Linked DNA regions of Mus musculus: regions 1 and 2 are each linked to region 3. The links are chromatin contacts, called in public promoter capture Hi-C maps. All regions are on one chromosome and are shown on one strand. The core of a region is the stretch at or near the end of the contact, and the rest is flanking DNA. Distances in the headings are between cores, read along the strand shown. Region 1 holds the start of Gas2l2 (growth arrest-specific 2 like 2). Region 2 has its middle 34 kb from the start of Ccl1. Region 3 holds the start of Fndc8 (fibronectin type III domain containing 8).

What was found. Promoter capture Hi-C pulls out the DNA fragments that hold promoters and counts their contacts.
Region 1: a promoter capture Hi-C map of embryonic stem cells shows a contact between it and region 3, with 2.8 times the contacts expected there. The contact joins the promoter of Gas2l2 here to the promoter of Fndc8 in region 3. A contact is called at or near these places in 14 of 39 promoter capture datasets (3T3-L1-derived adipocytes, the C10 cell line, the HPC-7 cell line and 7 more), 1 of 15 datasets of contacts at CTCF or cohesin (embryonic stem cells), 5 of 484 Hi-C or Micro-C datasets (the Ba/F3 cell line, the N1E-115 cell line, embryonic stem cells and 1 more), 2 of 115 datasets of contacts at active chromatin or transcription factors (embryonic stem cells and stem cell-derived neural progenitor cells) and 1 of 9 other capture datasets (liver).
Region 2: a contact with region 3 is called in a promoter capture Hi-C map of the HPC-7 cell line, with 10 times the contacts expected there. The contact joins the enhancer-like site here to the promoter of Fndc8 in region 3. A contact is called at or near these places in 19 of 39 promoter capture datasets (the 3T3-L1 cell line, 3T3-L1-derived adipocytes, the C10 cell line and 11 more), 8 of 484 Hi-C or Micro-C datasets (B cells, CD4 T cells, CD8 T cells and 5 more), 8 of 115 datasets of contacts at active chromatin or transcription factors (T-cell acute lymphoblastic leukemia, embryonic basal ganglia, embryonic forebrain and 5 more) and 2 of 9 other capture datasets (macrophages and pancreatic islet).

What each region holds. Positions count from the first base shown.
Region 1 is chr11:83,427,245-83,431,190 of GRCm38.p6, reverse strand. Gas2l2 (growth arrest-specific 2 like 2) reads left to right here and starts at 1,670. Exons shown (of 6, transcript NM_001013759.2): 1 at 1,670-2,147; 2 at 3,695-3,936. The coding sequence starts at 1,763.
Region 2 is chr11:82,212,131-82,216,429 of GRCm38.p6, reverse strand. No RefSeq gene overlaps it. Among named protein-coding and RNA genes, the nearest start is that of Ccl1, 34 kb to the right of the region's middle. Within about 2 kb of position 1,904, at least 33 of the 459 cell types and tissues checked have an H3K27ac peak or open chromatin away from gene starts, as enhancers often do. A contact at or near this core is called in CD8 T cells, the HPC-7 cell line, the MNK3 cell line and 1 more, where this site is marked.
Region 3 is chr11:82,890,790-82,894,751 of GRCm38.p6, reverse strand. It overlaps Fndc8 (fibronectin type III domain containing 8), which reads right to left and starts at 2,607. Exons shown (of 4, transcript NM_030224.1): 1 at 2,352-2,607. The coding sequence starts at 2,557.

The DNA of each region.
Region 1 (3,946 bases), core at 421-2,920, 540 kb before region 3:
TCTTAGAACATACCAAGCATGCTCCTGCCTCCAAGCCTCAGCACTGGTGGCTTTTCTTCCTCATGAGGGGTCATGTCCTCACTCCCTCAGGTCTCTGTCCAGGTGACACCTTGTCACCAAGGCTTTCCTTTATAGATGGTGTCACCTCCTCTAAAGCCACCGTTCTCGTCTCCTGTATCCCCCTGGTATTTATCACTGCCTGATTGACTACACATTTATTCTGTTGTTATTTGTTTTGTCTTGATTATTGAGGCAGAGTCTTACCATGCATGCCAATCTGGACTTGAGTTTGCTATGTAGGCTGGCCTTGAACCCTCAATCCTCCTGCCTCAACTTCCCAGTTACTGAGATTATGGGGGTGTGCCAGCATTCTGAACCAGACTTCTTTGTTCATCTACCACCCATCACCCAGTAACATACATGTAACATATATGTAGCCTCCATGAGTTCAGGCAGTGATGGTTTTGTTTGTTGCTGTATTCTAAGCTCCATGATAGCATCTGGTACATAGTAGAGGCTTAAGAACTCTTTGTTAGCCAGGCGATGGTGGGGTGTGCCTTTAATTTCATCACTTTGGAGGCAGAGGTGATCAGATCTCTGAGTTCGAGGCCAGCCTGGTCTACAGAGTGAGTTCCAGGACAGCCAGGGCTACACAGAGAAACACTGTCCCCCCCAACCCAAAAAAAAAAAAAAACAAAAAAACAAACAAACAGACAAACAAAAAAACATAGAAGGAGGGAAAAAAGGAGGAGGAGGAGAGAGGAAAAGAGAGAAGAAATCGTTGTTGAATGAATGCATTGCTGTGACCATGGGGTGAGCTTGTTCTAGAAGAATCACACGGATGAATCAAGTTCTCCAGAGCAGATGGGAATCACGGTGTTCAGACAGGGTTGCTGGGAGAGCCCGTGAGAGCCGGGGTTCACCCAGGCTGGGTATTCTGATGTTTTCACACACACATACACACACTATTCCCTTGTTCCTTACCCTAGAAGGACAGACATTGTCCTTCCCATTTGACAGTTGACAAACTAGGCACAGAGAGATCGGGGCTTGCATGCCACCTCCAGAGGAATATAGGGCAAAACTCCCGTCTTTGGGCTCTATTGCTGTGTCTCTTCCGCGCTCACTCATTTCCAGGGCTCGCCCATCCTTAAGCCCCAGCCCCGGAACGTCTCCCTCAGCTTCCCCTCAAGTCCCCCACAAGGAGTCAACTGAGAGAGAACCCAGTCCCACCCTCTCTGGCCGGCTCCCTGTGCTCAGGCACACAGGCTGCTGGAAGGAAGGAAGGGTTAACAAGGAGTGTTTGTAGCAGCGGCGTCTCCAAGGAGAGGAAGGAAAGCTGAGCAGAGCAGAGCAGCGGGCCAGAGCCTACTTGCTTGTTCTGGCTCCCTGGACGGTGACGGTGATGGTGGCGGTCCGGAGGCAGTAGATGACCTGCCCTGGGAAGAGAGGAGTACCCTCAACTTTCACCAGTCCCAGAAGCGCTGAACTCTGGGACTAGGCAGCTGAGAGTGAGGTCGCTGCAAGCCACCAAAGAAAAGTTCAGGCAGGGATTGAGGAATGTGGGCAGTGGGGGCTGGGCCTGGCCCAGAGGCTGAAGCCCATAGCAAGCCGCAGAGCCCCTGGGCTCTCAGAGGGTAGAGGGGGACCCATTGAATCAAGGAGAACTGGGCCAGGACCTTGACTAGCAGGTAGCAGAAGTAAAGAGACAACAGTGGGGGGACAGGAGGTTGTTACTTCCTCCCACACTTGAGTTCCAGTCATGTCTCAGCATGTGGGACATGGGAGGAGACCCAGGACCCCAGGACCTCCTGTGCGCAGCATCCGGCCCTTCAAGTCCAGCGAGCAGTACCTGGAGGCCATGAAGGAAGACCTGGCTGAGTGGCTTCGGGATCTGTACGGGCTGGACATCGATGCAGACAACTTCCTGCGGGTGCTGGAGACTGGCCTGGTGTTGTGCCGGCATGCCAACACTGTCACGGAGGCTGCTCTGGCCTTCCTGGCTGAGGCACCTGAGCGAGCTCAAAAGATTCCCATGCCCCAGGCTGGAGTTTTCTGCAATGGGGCTGCTCAGCCGGGTACCTTCCAGGCCAGGGACAACATCTCCAACTTCATCCAGTGGTGTCGCAAGGAGATGGGGATCCAAGGTAACGCAACGATCTCAGACCTTTATATTACAGGGGCACGAATCACTCAGAGGCTTAAGCTAAGTTAGACCTGGGGGACAGGAGTTGAGGTATTGTAGATTTTCCGTGCAGTAGCTTAGAGAAGCATCAGGTTCTCCACCTCACAGTAAATCCTTAGTAAATACACACTGATGACCAGTAGATATCCACCAATGATGAAATCCATGCATTGCCTCTTCTGTTTCCAGTGCATGCTAGGTTCTTAGAACTGAGGAGAATAGGGCCCGAGGGCCCAGGAATGCATGGTCTAGGAAGGCAGACAGCTAAGTAGATTAAGAGATTACAGCCCAGGGAGATGTGTGTTTCAAAGGTATACAATATACAATATGGGATCTAGAATGACAATGATCAGTCTGATGACACAGTAGTGGGCACCAGCAAGGGCAACAAGAGGGAGGAGATTTGAACCAAAGAGAGAAGTTTGGGAGAGGAGATTAATTAGTCAGGGAGCAGTGGCAAAGCACAAGGTAGGTGGATAACTGGGATGGGCTGGCCATCGAGCAGGAAGGACCGAAACAGTGGTTCTCGACCTTCCTAATGCTGAGACCCTTTAATACAGATCCTCATCTTGTGGTGACCCCCAACCATAAACTTATTTTCACTACTATTTCATAGCTGTAATTTTGCTGTTGTTATAAATTATAATGTACATATCTGATATGCAGGATATCTGATAGGTGACCTTCCAGGGGTTGTGACCCACAGGTTGACTTGACTAAAAGGATGGGAAGGAAGCTCAAGGCGGGAGGTCTATAGGGAAAGGCATAGTCCTGCAGGGACTCTCAGGGCTCAGAGAGTGACAGCTTTTGGCCTTGAACCCAGGAATGGGATTAGGTGTGATTGCACAATTCTCCAGGCCAAAAGTAAGTGGGAGGAGACAGGGAAAGGGTCAAGTTTGGACTCCGGGCTGGTAGAAGGAGGCAAGGGGCTGGATCAAAGGTTAATCAAAGCTAAGGATGTAGCTTATGTTACAGCTTATGTACGGCCTTGGGTTCCATTCCCAGGACCATACCCACAAACAACTGCTGCTTTCAGTTGAGATAGACCACACCCACATTTTTCAGATGAACACCGGAGCTCTGGAACTAGCTTGGGGGTCACATAGCCACAGGAGATTCCTGGACTGAGCCCTATAGGGTCAGGTAGTCAAAGTCTATAGTCAAGCTAGCCTGGTTATCTAGAGCTAAGTTTAGGGTGTCCGGAAGATGGCTAACAGAGAAACTGCTTTCTGCTCCTGGGATCTTCTCATTGGTTAAGTGGATCACGGGAGGGAGAGCGGGATAAGGAGCGGTTTCCTTTGGTCCTAGGATCAGCTAGGCTCCAAATACTCACCTGCTCCTGCAGTTAGCCTGGCTGCCTTGTGTGGATCCCTTCCTTCTAAGAGCTTCCTCAACCTGAGATGCTGAGACCCGAGCCGCCCTCCTGTGCCCGCTACCCCTGCCTTGGGATGGGTTCCAGAGGGGTACTCAAGCCACCCGTGTCCCCTGCTCTCCTTTGTCCCACACCAGAGGTGCTGATGTTCGAGACAGAGGACCTAGTGCTCCGCAAGAACGTGAAGAGCGTGGTACTGTGTCTGCTGGAGCTGGGTCGCCGCGCTTGGCGCTTCGGTGTGGCGGCGCCCGCCCTGGTGCATCTGGAAGAGGAAATTGATGAGGAGCTGCGGCGCGACCTGGCCTTGCCATCGCCCGACCCACCACCGCCCATACCCCCTGCCCGCAGGCCTTGCCACTTCCACAACCTGGACCAGATGGTGAGGTGCC
Region 2 (4,299 bases), core at 655-3,154, 680 kb after region 3:
TCTGATCATTAGACTCCTTTTGTCAGGCACCCTGAGTGAAAGAGAAAACTTGCGTACAGATGGGGTCTCTGCCAGCTCTGGGAAGAGAAGTTGGGCCCAGGAGCAGGGGCTGATCAGTGGGATTTTGTATTAAATATTTGTATTACCTAACAGGTTTTCACAATTATTCTCTCAGGCAGAGCCTAACCCTAGGCTCTCAAGTGGGAAAATCCCAAAGCTAAAATTGTTTGAGCATTGACATGAAGCCAAGTGGAGGATTCTATACCTGACCTCATGTAGTTGGGTCATAGACAAAACAGAGGTACCCAGTGCCATAGTAGAGCATACCTACAAAGGCCTCTGAAGAACTCTGGGAGCTTAGATGGGAAGGTCAGAAGTAAAAGGCCAGTCTGGGCTCCATCATTGAGAACCTGCCCCAAGAAACAAAATAATCAACAATACATAACAACACACTGAGAAGATGACATAAACCAACCCTATGACTATGCTAAATGTGAAACACTTGGGTCCCAGACCTAATATCTCAGTGTGTGTGCAAATATTCTAAAACCCACAACCCCTACTCCTAAAATAAAACAAAAACAAAATCTAAAACCCTGAGGCCTGAAACGCTTCTGACCTCAAGCATTTTGGGCAAGGAAGACTCAGCCCACAGCATCTTCATGGTGGTCTGCAGAGACTGACTAATGGGAGTCAGGGAATGGTGTCCGTGGTTCAAGCAGCCTGGGGCTGAGCCTCTGATCCCAGTCATTCTGATGCTTCCTAATCAAGGTAACCTCCAGGGTAGAGAAGCAGCCAAGAAGGGGATTTAATGACACTGGGAATCAGGATCTGGTGGCTGATGAAATGGGTCAGTGGTGGTATGGCAGTGTATAGAATGCTCTAACTTCCTGTCTGTTGTTCCTGGGCAAGTCACTTGGACCAAAAGCAATTGAGATCAGGAAAGAATTTATTTGCTTTATACTTCCAAGTCACAGCCCCATCACGGAGGGAAGTCAGTCAGGGCAGGAGCTCAAGTAGAAACTGAAGAAGAAACCGTGCCTACCTGCCTGGGTCTGGCATTGACTACCCTGGGGTGGGTTCTCTCTCATCAATCATAAATCAAGACCATCTCTCACAGACAGGCCAGTCTGATCTGGGAAATTTCAGAGACTTTGCTCTTGCCAGATGCCAGTTGACAATTAAAACTGACCAGCACATTTGGGGAGGGGTCCTGGGATGGAGAGGGAGCTGCTACAGTCAGCAGGTGGCCCAGAGATTCAGAAAGGCTAGTGTTAGCACCAAGACAGTGCAGCTGGATCCCAGGGTAACTATCACTCTTCCATCTACTTAACATATTTTCCTTCGCTGCCAGCCGTTGACACAGGCTTCGGAGGACACTCCCATTGCGTTATTACTGTGGATATCTTCTTAGCTATCATCTGCTTCCTTCCTTTAAAGATTCCATTGATATCATTAGTCAGTTATCAATCGCAAACAACAGAGCCTTTGACTGGAATGCCATTTCCACCAAAGCCAAGGAAAGTTAACTGACAGCCTGTGCTGGGGCCCCTTTATGCCAGCTCGGAGTCTCTGTGTCACAGGGGCACAGGCAGGGGAGACTGGGAAATTCTTGTCTCTTTTTGCTCATCTTTTCCTCCCACCCAGCACATGCCAGAGGCTGTGGCTCAGATGCGACACAGTGCTGATCTTGGCCTGGGTAGAGGGAGGGAGTTGCACCTCATAAGGGGAAGAGAGGGTCTCCCCGCCCCCTTGTACAGAGGAGGAGTGTGAGACTGACAGAGAAAGGAAACCCTCAGAAGCCACCAATCTTGTGTCTGACTGTGGCTATCAGTGGTAACCATCAGAAAGTGGGGAGGTGGCAGCCACACCCACCAGCTATGTGATGATGCCTGGATGTCAGTTTGTATCTCTGAGCCTCATTTCCTTATCTGCGAAAGTGGATGACGTGTCACCTACTTTATAAAGACAGCATGGGAAGCCAGCTATATAATATTTGGCACAACATAGGTCCTTTCTCCTGTCAATCATTGCACAGTTCCTAATTAGCAAGGGCTTCCCCTTCCTGGAAGTTTACGTGGCTATGCATGGTCTTCTGTACTTTGGTATAGGCAAGGTGCATCTCTCTAAGACTTTTAGATTCATTTTCTACAGAAGAACAAGAGATTTTCATGATGTGATTTTTTAAAAAAAATATAAATGCAGAAAATGGTTCTACTCTCAATATTTCCTTTTCTTTTGAAAGACTATAGCTTCAGAGAAAGTCTCAAAGCTGCCCACAGTCCCTTAGCGTCAGCCCAGTTCCCTGGCTCTCCCTATCTTTGATTATACAGACTTATGGCTGTCAAGGCCTCATGCAACTGCTTTGTGGTCTCTTTATTGTTGTGTATAAAGCCAGCATTTCACAAATGCTGTGTATGTGTGTGTGTTATTCATGCCTTTATTACTATTTATTATAATATATTATTATTGTTGGTGGGTCCGTGTGTGTGTGTGTGTGTGTGTGTGTGTGTGTGTGTGTGTGTGTGTACAGGCCAGATAGCAGCTTTTCACATTGTTCCTTCAGAGCCACCCATCTTGTTTTTTGAGATGAGGTCTCTCACTGGGACCTGGAGCTGGGTTGGCAGGCCAGAAAACCCCAGGCACCCTCTGTCTTGTCTCTACCTCTCCAGTGCTGAGATTCTAAGTATGCACTATCACACCTAGCTTCTTGAATGGATGCTGGGGTTGAACCCCGCTCCCTTTGCTTTCATGAGAAGCACTTTACCAACTGAGCTATTTCCCCAGCCAGCATGCCTTCATATTGGTAGGTCTTCAGAATTCTATGATATCTCATCCTATTGCTGTTCAGTTAGTTAGAAAAACACACTTTCTACTTAACATTCCAACTGTTGCTTGCGATTCTTTCTAGATGAGATCGAGTCTCAGGGTAGGGGTCTTCCTATGTCAGCTCCTGAGTCCTTCAGAACATCTAGAGAACTGAACCATGCAAAGAAGCCCACTCTCCTTTTGATCTCTCTGCTAAAGATCAGAATTCGATTCCAGGCCCTGATCATTTCTTCCTTTCTAGACCATGTGGGTAGACCTTTCCTATTTCAAAAGCAAAAGCTGTGATATAAATGGTTTGCTCCTGCACCATGTGGGAAGGAAAAAGTGACCACATTTTACTAAAAGAACAGAACAGTTAAAAAGGAGTGTCTAGCAGTTAAAAAGAGCATCCAGACAAAAATGATTCAAATAAGCCCCCAGTGTCTGTGGTTACCATGTGCACTTACAATGCCCTCACAGCCTCCTGAGACTTGGAGATAATTGTTATTCAAGCTAAGCAAAAGAGAACGTTGAAAATCAGAGAAGCAAAGGGACTTGGGCACATTCCTACAATCAGGAAGAGACTTTGACGGTCCCTCTACAGAGCCCAGGTCCGGGTTAAAATCCCTCACACTTTGGGTATTTTGGACACTCATGTGACTTAGCCTCAGCTTCCTGCTTGTAGAATGCGGTGACAACTCCTGGGAAAGGACAGACGTGAGACCTGAGCAAAATGGCTTATGTGACACTTCTAGGCATGTGACACAAGATGTTTTCCCAATACTAGTCAAGGACCCCTTTCTTTCTACCCTATAGTGTTCGGTTTCCCAGACATCAATGAAGTTGAAAGAAACTTTTCTATTGAAATGTGTGAGTTCTATAATTATCTTAATATTTTGACTGTGAGCTTCTTTTTCCTGGAAATACTGTCTCCCCTTTGAGGCGGTGGTGCTGGTGAGAGGCCAGAGGCACTTGTTTTAATCCCAGCAAAGTCAGTGCATAGCAAGCAATACATTTACGGAGTGTCTCCAGGAAGCAGAAACAGCCAATAATACAAGTCTCACGCTAGGTCTTAACTGTTTCAGGCAAAGGAATGGGGTAAGAAGAGAGAGTGAGCCACTCCTCCCACCTGCTTTTCTGAGCCTCTCACAGGACATCTGTCTTATTCTTATTTAGCTCTGGGGAATGCCTGTTCCTCCAGTGCCACTGTGAATTGTTCCCAAGGCTGTGACAGGCGAGAAAGGTCAGATGTCTAAAATGTCCCCTTGTGTGCTAGGTCTGTTGTGCAGGGCTGCCTCCCATTCAGGACAAAGCCAGGGCCCCTAACCACGCTATCCAATGGTTCAGGACAGCACCCAGGCCCAGCAGTTTCTCCCAGCCTTCAGTTTTCTCTGTCTGATTCTGACTCGGAAGATGTTGATCTTCTGAAGGGGTTGAACAGTCTCAGGAGTTTGGGGTCTGGATTAGAAATGAGACCTGAAAATTCACCAG
Region 3 (3,962 bases), core at 1,358-3,857:
ATCTCCATTTCAGAGTCCCCTACTGGAGCTGGGCAGTGGTGGCACATACCCCAACACTCAGGAGGCAAAGGCAGGCAGATCTCTGAGTTAGAGGCCAGCCTGGTCTACAGAGCAAGTTCCAGGATGTCCAGGGCTCCACAGAGAAACCTTGTCTCAAAAACCAACCAACCAACAACAACCGGAACAACAAAACAGACTCCCCCACTGAAAAAGCTAGCGCTAAAGTAGGCACAGAAATCCACTGGACTCTGGACTGCTTGTGGAACATGTCTCTTTCCTGATTTCCACAGCAGCCCTGCTAGATGAGTGTTAGCCACTGAAGTTGGCTGAGGCCATTTATCTAAGATGTAGAACTTGGATTTGAACTCAGGACTCCTTGCCTGAGATTCGCCCCTCCCCCATCCTATCCTCCACCCCTTAAGTAAATCATGAAGTTTCCTACAAACAATGGATATCTTAGTCAGGTCACAATAGCTAATGGTGACCTAGAATGGACACATTTCTCTCTAACCAGCACACAGTCTGTGGATCCCAGTAAAAATTAAGTATGAAACTTTTTGTTTGGTTGGTTGGTTTTGTTATTGTTGTTGTTGTTTTGTTGTTTGTTGTTTTGCTTTTGGTTTTGTTTTGTTTTTGTTTTTTTTTTTTCGAGACAGGGTTTCTCTGTGTAGTCCTGGCTGTCCTGGAACTCACTCTGTAGACCAGCTGGCCTCAGAACTCAGAAATCTGCCTGCCTCTGCCTCCCAAGTGCTGGGATTAAAGGCATGCACCATCACTGCCTGGTGTATGAAACCTTTTTAAAAAGAAATTATAAACTGGAGCTGAAGAGCTGGCTCAGCACTTAAGAATATCAGTTCTGTTCCAGAAGACCTGGGTTCAATTCCCAGCACCCACATCGCAGCTCACACCTGCCTGTAACTCCAGTTCTGAAGAACCCAACACCATCACACAGATATGCCTGCAGACAAAAGGCCAATGCATATGAAATAAAAATAAATTTAAAAAAATGAATTACAGGATCTGGAGAAATGGCTCAGCAGTTCAGAGCACTGACTGCTCTTCTAAAGGTCCTGAGTTCAATTCCCAGCAACCACATGGTGGCTCACAACCATCTGGAACAGGATCTGATGTTCTCTTCTGGAGTATCTGAAGACAGTGACAGTGTACTCACATACCTAAAACAAATTTTTGTTTGTTTGTTTGGTTTTTTTTTGTTCGTTTGTTTGTTTTGAGACAGGGTTTCTCTGTGTAGCCCTGGCTGTCCTGGAACTCACTCTGTAGACCAGGCTGGCCTCGAACTCAGAAATCTGCTTGCCTCTGCCTCCCAAGTGCTGGGACTAAAGGCATGTGTCACCACTGCCCAGCAAAAAAAAAAAAAAAAAAAAAAAAGCAATTATAAAAGATTTCGATGGGCGGTGGTGGCACACACCTTTAATCCCAGCACTTGGGAGACAGAGACAAGCAGATTTCTGAGTTTGAGACCATCCTGGTCTACAGAGTGAGTTCCAGGACAGCCAGGGCTACACAGAGAAACCCTGTCTCGAAAACAAACAAACAAACAAACAAAAAAAGATTTCATGTCTGGGGCTGGAGAGATGACTCAGTGGTTAAGAGCACGCACTGGCTGTTCTTGTAGAAGACAGAGTTCAATTCCCAGCATCCACATAGTAGCTCAAGACAGTGCTAACAGAACATTAGATTAAGCCCAGGGCCCACTCACGGGTCACTTCAATGAGATTGTACTATTTCCTCAGTAGTCACCCTGCACACCGTTTCCCTGGAAATCTTCCTCTAAGAAGTCTCCCTTTTTTGCACCATATCCCAAGCTATCCCAAGCCCTTGGTTTCTCAAGCTGCCCTGTGACGGCATTTACCAGGCTGTACTGTATCTCCTTTATTGTCTGATGCCCCCCACCTCTGACACCACTGGCACCAGGCGTGACATTTTTTTTGGAGGCAGGGACCATGTTTCCCACCTCTGCATCCCCCAACTTGATGCTGGGTCATATTTCTCACCAGGAAGCAGAGAGTTTTGTGGTATGAAGCAGAGAAAATTCAGACTGACTTAGCAGACCAGTGAACCTCAGCTGGAAGGCAGGTGGGGCATTAAAGTGAGAGAAATGAGGGAGAGAAGACAGGGGTAGCAGAGAGTGGCAAGCAGAATAGGAAGCACCCCCTGGCTAGTCCAGGAAGGTCAGCTAGAATGGGGAACCCACATCCTCTCAAAACTGATGTGGGGCTCAGGGCGGGTGCATGGGGAACCTCCTGATATGTTCTTCCCTGAAGGACCCACCACAGTGGGCTGCAAAGCTTCTCCAGCCTTAGAAATGAGGACCCCAAATCGTGTCTTACATGACATCGGTGTTTTCTTCCTCTGAGAAGCTGGCCAAGCTGCGTCTTGACGGGAGCAGGAGGCCTTTGGTAGCCATGGACCGGTTAATAAACTTAGGATTTGGACAGGGCTTTGGCAGTTGGTCAATCACATTGATAACATTGAGGGCTTCCTTCTTCGGTACAGCCTCCTCTCCACCCCCCACTTTACAGAATACCGTCGCCATCTGGTGTGGGTGGGGCGCAGGGTTGCCACCACCCTCCAGGACAACCAGCTGGCAGGAAGCAGAGAAAAACTGAGGCAAAGGTCTCACCCTTCATTTGGGTGAGAAGGTTTGCAGTGCTCTGACTTCACAATCATCACAGAGTGTAACAATCGGGGGGCCAGCCTCCCCTTGATAGGAAGTTTGCTGTGCAGCTGGACAGACCAAACGCCTGGGTTAGGGGTGGGCTTGAGCCAAGAAAGAAACTTGATGGCCCCTTCCAGCACACATGACCCTCTCTAGGTCACGTTTGTGGTCACAACTACTCGGTCCTCTTCTGAGGACTTCAAAAGGCTTAATTGCCTGTGCCTCTTTAGAGCTGTCCAGGAAGGGGTAGCAGGCTAGTGGCACAGAGAACACCACTTGGCCTGAGCCAACCAGACTTTGAAGAGAAGGCCTTTGCCTACTGATACTTCTAAGGCTCTCTATCCTGGGATCTAAGCAGCAAATCCCACCATAGCCAGTAACGCAGGCACAGTGAAAGCTTACTGTGGGTTGTAGCTCACAGAGTAGCTGGTTTCAGGGCCAGGATTCCAAACACCTTGAAAGATTGAGAGACAATGGTGAACATGAGGAGATATTTCTAAAAATGAGCCCTGCAGCTGGATATGGACTGGAGATTCAGTTCTGTGCTTCCTATCTGTATAAATCAAAGAATAACAATCTTACTGAGCCCAAATTCCTTCAACTACAAAATACAGGCAGAAATAGAACCTCACTCGTGGGTTTTGTAAAACTGCTTTATTTCTTCCACTAGATGTGGTTAAAAAAATCAAAATAGTATTTTATATACTCAAGCATTTCCCTACTTCCATTAAAACCTCTGGAAAATGTTGGGCTAGACAAATGGCTAAGTGGTTAAGAGCACTGACTGCTCTCCCAGAAGACCAGTACCCACATGGTGGCTCTTAACCATCTGTAACTCCAGTCCAAGGGATCTGACCCTCTCTCTGGCTGCCTTGGGTACCAGGCATGCCAGGATTGCATAGACATCCATGCAGGCAAAACATCTATATACGTAAGATAGAACTTGATAAATTTGGAAAATATAGGGACACAGGTACTCTCTGTGAACTTCGCTGGATCTCAGCTTGATCATACAATCTGTAATGATCTGAATTGATCCACTTTCATTGTCTTCCTAACAAGAATGCTACTAGAAGTCAGGGATGCTTCACTCTGTAAATATTGAGTTAGGTAGAGTGAGTGTCCCCTAGCTTTGCAAATAGAGGCTGGTATACACAAGAGACTCGTTGGAAGACTCGCTGGACACACAAAATGTGTGTGTGTGTGTGTGTGTGTGTGTGTGTGTGTGTGTGTGTGTGTGTGTGTGTGTGTGTGTGTGTGTGTGTGTGTGTGTGTCGGTGTG